2 separate regions of the Oryctolagus cuniculus genome follow, and region 1 is linked to region 2. The links are chromatin contacts, called in public Hi-C maps. All regions are on one chromosome and are shown on one strand. Each heading gives the region's core, a stretch centred on a gene start, on an enhancer-like site or on the middle of the called end of the contact. The rest is flanking DNA. Distances are from core to core; before and after follow the strand shown. Region 1 has its middle 33 kb from the start of TMEM174. Region 2 holds the start of FOXD1 (forkhead box D1).

Region 1 (4,861 bases), core at 362-2,861, 270 kb after region 2:
GAAGACCTTTCTCTCTGTCTCTCTCTCTCACTGTCTAACTCTGCCTGTAAAAAAAAAAAAAAAAAAAAAAAAAAAAAAAAAAAAAAAAAAGTTTCTATTACCCAGGAGTGATTTTAGCCTCAGGAGGGGAAAAAATGGGGATCTCTAAAAATGTTAGTCATCTGGAGCCCAGAGATTAACATTCTGGACTCCAAGATGGTATTTAAGCCTACTTAGATTTTCTCCAAATTCTTTGAGGCTAATGCAGTTTCTGAATGTCTCTAGCAATCTCTAATTACTTGTGGAAATGCTAGATGTGAGAAGCCAGATTAAAGCCACAGATAATCCCAAAATCTCATTTTAGCCGACAGTGCAGCTCCTGTCCCGCCAAGCCCAGGCCTGGGAGCACCCAGAGCTACACAGAGCCAGGCAGCCAGAGTCCCGGCTTTTCCATCCTGCCGCCTTCCCTCTGCTGGAGATGTCAATGAATCACCAAACACCGAAGCAAAGGAGCCACAGAAAGAAAGTGGGCAACCACGGACCTGGGCCGCTGCCCAGGGACAACAGCAGCAGCTGAGTGACAGAGAAGCCGCGGGCGCCAGGCCCGGGGTAGGCAGCAGCTGCTACAAGCAGGCACTCCCCACTCCCCAGTGCTGCCACCCTGGGATCATTGCCTGCTGCCCCCGTCACCCAGGCAGTGTAACCCAGCAATAACCACAGCCCCCTCCCCTGGCTCCGGCCCCAACCAGGACCGAGGCTGGCTGTGCCCAGTGCCCCTCCAATAGGAGACATAAGGTCCTACAGGGACGCGGAGAGAGGACAGGGGCTTTGTTCTGAGGACACTGAAGACCCCAGCGGCCTTGGCTTTGCCATGGCCCCAGTCTTCAGGCTGCACTTCCACAACCTTTCCACCCCAAGTCCACTTGGAAGGAACGGAACAATTTTGCAGTCTTTAAGGTTACTTGGCATCTCAAACGGGGTAAGGTCATTTTAAAGCAGTTTCTTTCCCAGACAGGGGGAAGTGTTGTGTTCAGCCCTTAGCAGCGGCCGGAAGAAGTGGCTTGGTTTCTGCGAGGCAGATGTCTCCCCCTCCTCCTCCTCCTCCTGGGCCCCGCACTAGAAGTTTGGGCTAGTATGGGTTCAGATGCAGCCAGCATTAACTCTGGGCAGGGTAGCACCGGCGAAAGGGGAACCTCAAATGCTGGCGACATCGGGTTCTGCAAAGGTGGCTGACCCAGTGGTTACTCCTGGGGCCTCGAGCCCCAGCCCGCAACGGCTCCGGCCCCAGACTCCGCACAGAGCACCCGGGCTGCCTCCAGGACAACCAGGCGGTTGTGCCGGGAGGAGGACAGGGAGAGGAGACCCGGGCGGGAGTGACCCGCACGGTGGAAGCCCGCACAGGCACAGGGAGCGGAGGGTGTCCCTGCATAGACTAGGCACAAAATACGGGCTCCTGCATTTGAACTTTCTCAGCCGCACAACTCAGGGTCGTATTCTCCCAGTCGCCCTCGGGCTCACGGCCCGCGCGGATCTCAGAGCCTGCAGAGCGGGGAGCAGGAGGAGGGCGCGCCGTCGGCCGCCGGGGCCGAAACGACTCTCCCCGCGGTCCTTGGCTCCAGGCACTCCCGAGCGTGCCTCGCGGCCACGTCCTGGCTCCGGTCTCCCAGGCGCTGCGGGCGGCACATGCTGGGGCAGAGGCTGCGGCCGTCCAGCTGGGCAGTCTAGGGGTCGGCGTTGTCTCCCGCACACCCCAGAAGGCTGCGGAGCCCTGTCCCCGCCGCCTGGGCTCTCCCCGGCCTCCGCGGCTGCCCTCGCCGCCTCTGACCCCGTCTGCCACCCTGCGGCCATCGGCGGGGACAGCAGGGTGGCCGCGCCCTGGCCGGGGTCATCCTGCGCTGCTGCCCTATAGGCACGGACTTCTTAGAGGACAGTTCTGACTCTGGGGGTCGAAACTCTCCGAGACCTTCGAGAAGGTTCGGGCAACTCCGTAGCAGTCCCCCGTCCTCCACCGCCCGTCTAAGGCAGTTTACCCGGCACAGCCAGGGCGGCCAAGACCCTTTCAGGGCGGGCATCACCTCGTGCGCACAGCCGCCTGGTTGTCCTGGAGGCAGCCCGGGTGCTCTGTGCGGAGTCTGGGGCCGGAGCCGTTGCGGGCTGGGGCTCGAGGCCCCAGGAGTAACCACTGGGTCAGCCACCTTTGCAGAACCCGATGTCGCCTGCATTTGAAGTTCCCCTTTCGCCGGTGCTATCCTGCCCAAAAGGGATTGCTAAAACTGCCACTTCCCATCGGGTCGCCGGTGCGTGGCCTCCCTGAACCGAGCCAGCCAGCAAGAGTTCTGCGGCCAGAAAATGTATTTCCCATCCAGCCAGCCTTGCTCACAGGAGCACAAAACAGAATGCGTCCAAAACTGGCGAGCGCCCTGCCTGGCCTGGGTCTCCGCTGCTGGCTGTCGGCCTGGGAATAAGGCTCGCGCACCAGGGCTAGGGCAGTAGGCTGTGCACATTCAGATTTCTGCTGGTTCAGGGGTCTCATGGCAGGTGACAGATGACTCAGGGGGCCCTGGACAGAGTAGGTGAGTTTTCCTCCTCCTCCCTAGAAATTCCAGCTGGGTCTAAATCACTCTCTGGTTGCTGCACGGGGGCCTGTGTTTTATGGGAATTCTCTGGTGGACTTTGAAGTATTTGCTTACCAAGTGTGTTTCTCAGCTTCCAGCTCCTGAACAGATTTCCCCCCTCCCCTCTGTGGAGATGTTTTCTGGGCTATAGCTAGGAGTGTGAACCTGGGGAATTCCTGGTGGCCGTGCTGGCACCCCTTTGCTGTGTGATCCATGGAGATTGTCAATGTCTCAAGGAATCAGCAGGGCCTTGGGACCTGGGGACCTTGACGTTGGTCGTAGGTGTGACCTTCCATCCCTGGGTGGCTTCAGCTGTGGCATTGTTTGCCTTATCAAAAGAGTGGTCAGTGGGACACACATTCAGAGAATGCTAGGGGTTGGCGCTGTGGCACAGCAGGTTAATCTGCCATCTGCAGCACCAGCATCCCCCGTGGGCACCAGTTCAAGTCCCGGGCTGTTTCCATTTCCTGCTAATGTAATGTGCCTGGGAAAGCAGCAGAAGATGGCCCAAGTACTTGGGCCCCTGCACCCACATGGGAGACCTAGAAGAAGCTCCTGGCTCCTGGCTCCTGCCTGGCCCAGCCTTGGCCATTGCAGTCATTTGGGGAGTGAACCAGCAGATGCAAAATCTTTCTCTCTCTGTCTCTCCCTCCCTCCCTCTCTCTGTAACTCTGACTTTCAAATAAATAAATAAATAAATGATCCGCGTGTTGAAAACAGCTTGGAGCTTTTTTTTTTTTTTTTTGACAGGCAGAGTGGACAGTGAGAGAGAGAGAGAGACAGAGAGAAAGGTCTTCCTTTGGAGCTTTTTTGAGGCTTACTGCTTGCCAGGGGTTAGCGTTAATTGGAGTCAGGCAGCTCTGGAGCCTCAGGACTTGTAGTTACTCTGTTCTTGTTGGAGGGCTGGAGAGGGCATAGGGGGCTGGGCCACAGAGGGCCATGGCTGAGCCAGGAGGCCTGTGGCAGCGCCCACCAAACCCCACAACAGTGCCGGTCCCCGGGCCTTGTGTTTGTCAGAAAGGATGCTTCCCTGTCGGTCCACAGTGCCCAAAATGCCACTGGAAGTGCCATCTCCCTCCTTCCTGCAAGGTGTTGAAGACGGAGAGCCAAGAGCAGCCCCTCTGGGCCCTGATTTGCCACACCCTGGAGATGCTTCCGCCCCACCGGGACCCCTTGCTCCTGGGGCTGGGCTTGGCAGGCAAGGGCGAGGACCCCGCTACCCTCCCCTTACTTACAGTTTTACTGAAATAACAACACCCACAACAACAAACTGTAAAACAAACAAACAATTAAAATATACAAAAGCGCAGACAGCTGGCGGCTTCACGAAGCACAGATTTCTTACCCTGAAGTAATTAAGCATGTCCCACTCTCGGCTCATCCTGCCTCGGGCTGGACTCGTGGCTTCAGATTCCCGGTCGCCCTGGTCACTGGCCCACTGCTACAGTGGAGAAGGCCGTGTCATCTTCAGGGGTTCAGGGGTCTTCCGGCGTGGCTGGCTCCTTCCCCATGTCCTGTGGGCCTGAGCAAGGGGGCCCCCCAGGAAGCAAAGCATTTCCCTGGCAGCTCCAGGCCCTGGGCAGCCCAGGCACACACAGGGAGGATCGGATCCCTCACCTGCCCCTCGGCTCCCAGGCGGCGGCGGGCCCAGGCTGCGGGGACACCACCCTCCCCGCTGCTGCCCAGCCAGCACCGCTGAAAGCCGCCTGTTTTGTGTTGTGAAAGCCTGCAAGTGCCCCCCTCCCCCAGCCTCACAGACCTCCCACTGAGTTCCAGTTTCCTGTCCAAACTCCAGACTTGAGTTCTTGACTCATTCCAAGAACATAAAAAGTCACAGACGTTGAACATGCTGCACATTCGCGTCTTTTTCTTCCTGGCTCTAGCTGCTAGCCAGTCCCTGTCTGGGGTGGGGGGGTGATCTAAAGCTCTAGCCTGCCTGCACTCCCACCTCCACCCCTTCTCCCCCACCCCGGGGGGCGGGTCCTTGGTCAGAGACCGGAGTTCTGCACCTGCAATGCCAAAGTCATCCCTGCAGGGCGCCGCAGAGCCCGTTACTCCCCCTCAGACGTGCTAGGAACAATTTCACGAGCCAAAACTGTGACCCTGTTATGTCATGTACTATAAAATCACAGCCCTAACCAAACAGGCTCTCACACACATAACACCCACGAAGAAAACTACTGAATTCCCTGACTGGCAGTTACTCAATGTTGTGGCAGCGCTAATTTGTCCAATATTTTTTTTTTAGCCTTCTGCCAGCATATACC
Region 2 (4,860 bases), core at 1,376-3,875:
GCCACACAGCGCCGCGCCGCCACCAGGGGGCAGCGCTGCCCTGCGCGGGCCCCTTTCCGCGTCCACGCGAGCAGGGCGAGCAGGAGAGCGGTGGCCCTGGGGAAGGTGCCTGTGTCCTGGACACGCATGAGGCGCGCGGGGGGCTTTCAGGGGGCGCAGGCGGGATTTCCCTGCAGCCGCAGCCCAACACCGGGAGCGCGTTAGGCTCGGGAGCGAAAGGGGGCGCGCGGGACGTGACCCGCTGGGGTTTCCGCGCCTGGAGAACTGAGGGGCGCGGCGCTGCAGGGCGCGTGCAGACGTGCGGCTTCGCTAAGGCACGCAAAGCGCGCGGCGCTCCGGGATGCGGGGTTTCGGCAAAGCTCACCCGCGGCTCTCGTAACACTGGCCGGCCCTGCAGCGGCTCCTGCCGATTGATCTTCCGCTGCGACCTTCGGGAACTCCCCACACATTCCCCTGAGCGGCCCGAAGATAACTTGCCACGTTTTCCAAACGTTTCCAGGGAGGCGCCCTTTAGCCTTGTGGGAAGGGACCTGAGGACACTGCCACGGAGGGAACGCGCCGCCCGCCCCGCGCGCTCTTCCTGGACACGCAAGTTCAGGGCGCGGGACCCCTGGAACCAGGGAAGAGTTCTTCCTCGGTGCTTCGTCCTCACGCACTTCGCCACGCACCAACCCTCGGCGCTGCGGACACCGCGGTGTCTCTTTAGATATCGACCGAGTACTTTGACAACTTACACTTTCCGAGGGTAGGGACCCCTGGCTGCACCCACAGGGCGATGCGATGCCTGAGTCAAGCGCTGATTAACGCAGGCGCAGGTCGACGCAGAGCCCGCCGCAACAATTAAACGGTCCAGCCGTACATCAAACGACAGCCAGTGAAAAATGATTTATTTAGAACGTTGAGGGGTTCCCATAGATCTTTCCAAGATGTATGGTAGATTTTATGGGTCATTTGTAAGTGTTGCATGGCAGTAGCTGCCTTCTGCAACAAAAACTCGATTTTAAAAGGAGTGTTGGATGGAGGAACAGTTTGTTTTTAAGGCTCCGTGATTGATAACGGTAGAGAGCGGGCGTTTCAAGACGTGAAAAGTGCCTGGTGCACGAAATGATACCCACAGGGGCAGCTGAAGATGCTCCTAGAAAAAACCTTCGGCTTTCATTCTCGGTGCTTGTCAGCTGGGCATTTAAATCAGAAAGTTACCTTCTCAAGGCAAGGTCAGCACCTTGAAAGAAAAGCACCTTAAGAGATGCAAAGACCCAGAAGGTGTAGCAGTGTGAATTCGAATTCCACAAAGGACTAGGGTTTTCCAATAGCCAAAATAATCAAGGGCTGATGATAAAGCCAGGCATCCCTAAGACAGCAGTGTCTGTGGCTGGTTCCCCTGCCTTGCGACCTGAAAACGAAAACTGATGCGAATGGAACTGGATTCAGATATTTGACAAATTCGTTTATCTTTACTAGGAGTTACTGGAAATATTGAATGAATTTTCTAAAACCACGTTTTAAAAAGTTGCTCTTAAGTTCTTGTGTATCCTCGTAGCGTCTATTACTAAGCCTGCCTGCGTGGAACTATTATGTACATGTTTCAGTAATTTAGATATTTTGAGATTGCTACGAAACGCTGATCGGGATGGCATTGTTACGGACCGTCCAGTTCGAAGGAACTTGTTTGAGCCGTTACTAGGTGCGACTTGTCTGTGTGTCTTTGGGTTTCCACCAAAATATCCCATCACTTTTCCGCATTCAGTGATGGCTCTCTCCACCCCTAAGGACTCGTCAGGTCTTCTCGGCTGCTCGGACTCCGGAGCGTTCAAGCGCAGGAAGAGTGACCAAAACGCCGGCTTGTTGCGCTCTCATTAACAGACGGCGGAAAACAGACGTCTTTGGAGAAGAACCGAGGGGAACGGGTTGCAGGGTCAATACGCAATTATTGCCGTGCTTAGATGGGGGTTTTCCCCATCGGTTGGCTCGGGGAGTTGGGGGGACCGCTTGTTCCAACAGATCCCCGGGGCGCCCAACCAGGGACCACCTCAGGACGCGGCGGTTCTGCCCCTAGCCAGACGGCTGCGGGGGACCCTGGAGCTATCAGACCCTGTGGCGTTGGGGTGGAGGGCCGAGAAGGGGAGAAGCGGGCTGCGACCCCTGACAGACCACCACGTAATTCAGCCTCCACCGCTTGGGCAGGAATGGCGGGGGTCCTCCTTCCTCCCCGCCCTCGCGTGCGCTGCCCCCGCCTACGGGTGAACTTTCTCTCCCGAACACGGCTGATTTCCGAGCTCGCTCTCCCTTCCCTCGGCCGCGCTCTGACGTGCGCACCATGTGACAGGCCCCCTTCTGCTATAAGCCCGGGAAAGGTCCGCCCTCTCCTGGACTCAGCCCCGGCCTCGCCGCGCTCCGTGTCCGGGCTCTCACACGTCCCGCACCCTCCCGCGCGCCCGACAGCTTGGATTCGCCCACCCCTCCACGGAACCGACCGAAGCCGAGCCGCGGAAGAGAAGGTCAAGTCCTCTGCCCCGGCTGGTGCGCGCCGAACCCCGGAGCGCGGAAGGCGCGCGACGAGTGCGGCGGCGGCGCGAGAGTTCCAAAGTCGCCGCGCGAGGCCCCGCCGCGGCCCGCGAGGCCCCACGCACGCAGCCCCGGCCGCCGGCGCCGCCGCGCCCCCAGCGTGGCGCCCCCGGGCCGGGCCGGCAGCCCGGGACCCGGGCTGGGGCGCGCGCGGAGCCCGGACTCCGGCGCCCCTATGTGCCACCCCGCCGCGCCACAGCTATGACCCTGAGCACGGAGATGTCCGATGCCTGCGGCCTCGCCGAGGAGACAGATATCGACGTGGTGGGGGAGGGAGAGGACGACGACGACGAGGAAGAGGAGGACGACGACGAGGGCGGCGGCGGCGGGCCCCGGCTGGCCGTGCCCGCGCGGCGGCGGCGGCAGCTGCGGCGGCGGCGCTCGTACGCAGGCGAGGACGAGCTGGAGGACCTGGAGGACGACGACGACGACGACGACATCCTGCTGGCCCCGCGCGCGGAGGGCTCCCCGGCGCCCCCGGGCCCGGCCCCGGCGGCGGGGCCCGGGGCCGGAGGGGGCGGTGGCGGCGGTGGCGGCGGCGCGGGCGCGGGCCCGGGCGCTGGGGGAGGCGGCGGCGGTGGAGGCGGCGGCGTGGGCGCGGGGGGCGCGGGCGGCGGCGCCAAGAACCCGCTGGTGAAGCCGCCGTATTCGTACATCGCGCTCATCACCATGGCCATCCTGCAGAGCCCCAAGAAGCGGCTGACGCTGAGCGAGATCTGCGAGTTTATCAGCGGTCGCTTCCCCTACTACCGGGAGAAGTTTCCCGCCTGGCAGAACAGCATCCGCCACAACCTCTCGCTCAACGACTGCTTCGTCAAGATCCCCCGCGAGCCGGGCAACCCGGGCAAGGGCAACTACTGGACGCTCGACCCCGAGTCGGCCGACATGTTCGACAACGGCAGCTTCCTGCGCCGGAGGAAGCGCTTCAAGCGCCAGCCGCTGCTCGCGCCCAGCGCGGCCGCCGCCGCGGAGTCGCTGCTGCTGCGTGGCGCGGGGGCCGGGGGTGGCGCGGGCGACCCCACCGCCGCTGCTGCAGCCGCCGCCGCCGCCGCTGCCGCCGCCGCTGCGCTCTTCCCGCCCGCGCCGCCGCCGCCGCCGCACGCCTACGGCTACGGCCCCTATGGCTGCGGCTACGGCCTGCAGCTGCCGCCCTACGCGCCACCCTCGGCGATCTTCGCCGCCGCCGCCGCCGCCTTCCACCCGCACTCGCCCCCGCCGCCGCCGCCCCCGCCGCCGCCGCCGCCGCCGCCGCCGCCCCCGCCGCACGGCGCGGCCGCCGAACTGGCACGGACCGCCTTCGGCTACCGGCCGCACCCGCTCGGCGCCGCGCTGCCCGGCCCCCTGCAGGCCTCGGCGGCCAAGGCCGGCGGCCCGGGCGCCTCGGCTCTGGCGCGCTCGCCCTTCTCCATCGAGAGCATCATCGGGGGCAGCCTGGGCCCGGCCGCCGCCGCTGCCGCCGCCGCGGCCGCGGCCGCTGCCGCTCAGGCCTCGCCCTCGGCCTCGCCGGCCGCGCCGGCCGCGCCCGCACCCGCACCCGCACCCGCGCTCGTGTCCGGCTCCGGGTCCAGCGGCGGCGGCGGCGGCGGCTGCGCGACGCAGGCGGCTGCGGGCCCGGCCGCCGCGCTCACCCGCTCGCTCGTGGCGGCCGCCGCCGCCGCCGCCTCCTCCGTCTCCTCGTCGGCCGCGCTGGGGACTCTGCACCAAGGGACTGCCCTGTCCAGTGTGGAGAACTTTACTGCTAGGATTTCAAATTGTTAATAACGCTGTTAGCGCCCTGAGAACAGCAGGTAGGAACCCCGGCTCCTTTATTCGTCTGGGTGGTTTGGGGTTCGTTTTCGCTGTCTTGCAGTCTCGCACACAGACGGTGCGGGACTGACTCCGGGCGCGCCGCTCGGCTCCGCGGGTCCCTCTATTTATGCACGGGCGCCCCGCGCCGCAGCCCCCGCACGGGCCGGGCAGGAGCGGGGCGCTGACGGGGGCCGCCAGTCCAGGCACTGGGGCCTGCCTTGACCTTAAGCAGATTGAAGGAAAAAAAAAAAAAAAATCGAAGCCTTTTCAAGGTGTAGAGATTCTCAGGTCCAGGCGTTGAACAAAGTTCATACTGTTCAAAAGAAGAGTAATACACACGTAGTGAAAGGATTGAAAATGCCGGCGAAGCAATACTTTTTATTGGAGGACACTTGTCTGATGTACTTTCTCATGAAAAGGAAGCAATGATTAACATGTTTACACAAGCAAAAAAAAAGTCAAATTATCGTTTCTTATTTTAACCTGTGTTTTGTATCATAATGGACA

What was found. Hi-C and Micro-C count contacts between places; a contact is called where the count stands out from the background.
Region 1: a contact with region 2 is called in a Hi-C map of an unstated tissue, with 6 times the contacts expected there. The contact joins the enhancer-like site here to the promoter of FOXD1 in region 2. A contact is called at or near these places in 2 of 6 Hi-C or Micro-C datasets (ear pinna and an unstated tissue).

What each region holds. Positions count from the first base shown.
Region 1 is chr14:37,783,955-37,788,815 of mOryCun1.1, forward strand. No RefSeq gene overlaps it. Among named protein-coding and RNA genes, the nearest start is that of TMEM174, 33 kb to the right of the region's middle. Within about 2 kb of position 1,612, at least 1 of the 8 cell types and tissues checked has an H3K27ac peak or open chromatin away from gene starts, as enhancers often do.
Region 2 is chr14:37,517,243-37,522,102 of mOryCun1.1, forward strand. It overlaps FOXD1 (forkhead box D1), which reads left to right and starts at 2,626. Exons shown (of 1, transcript XM_070056891.1): 1 at 2,626-4,860. The coding sequence starts at 2,767. The coding sequence ends at 4,323.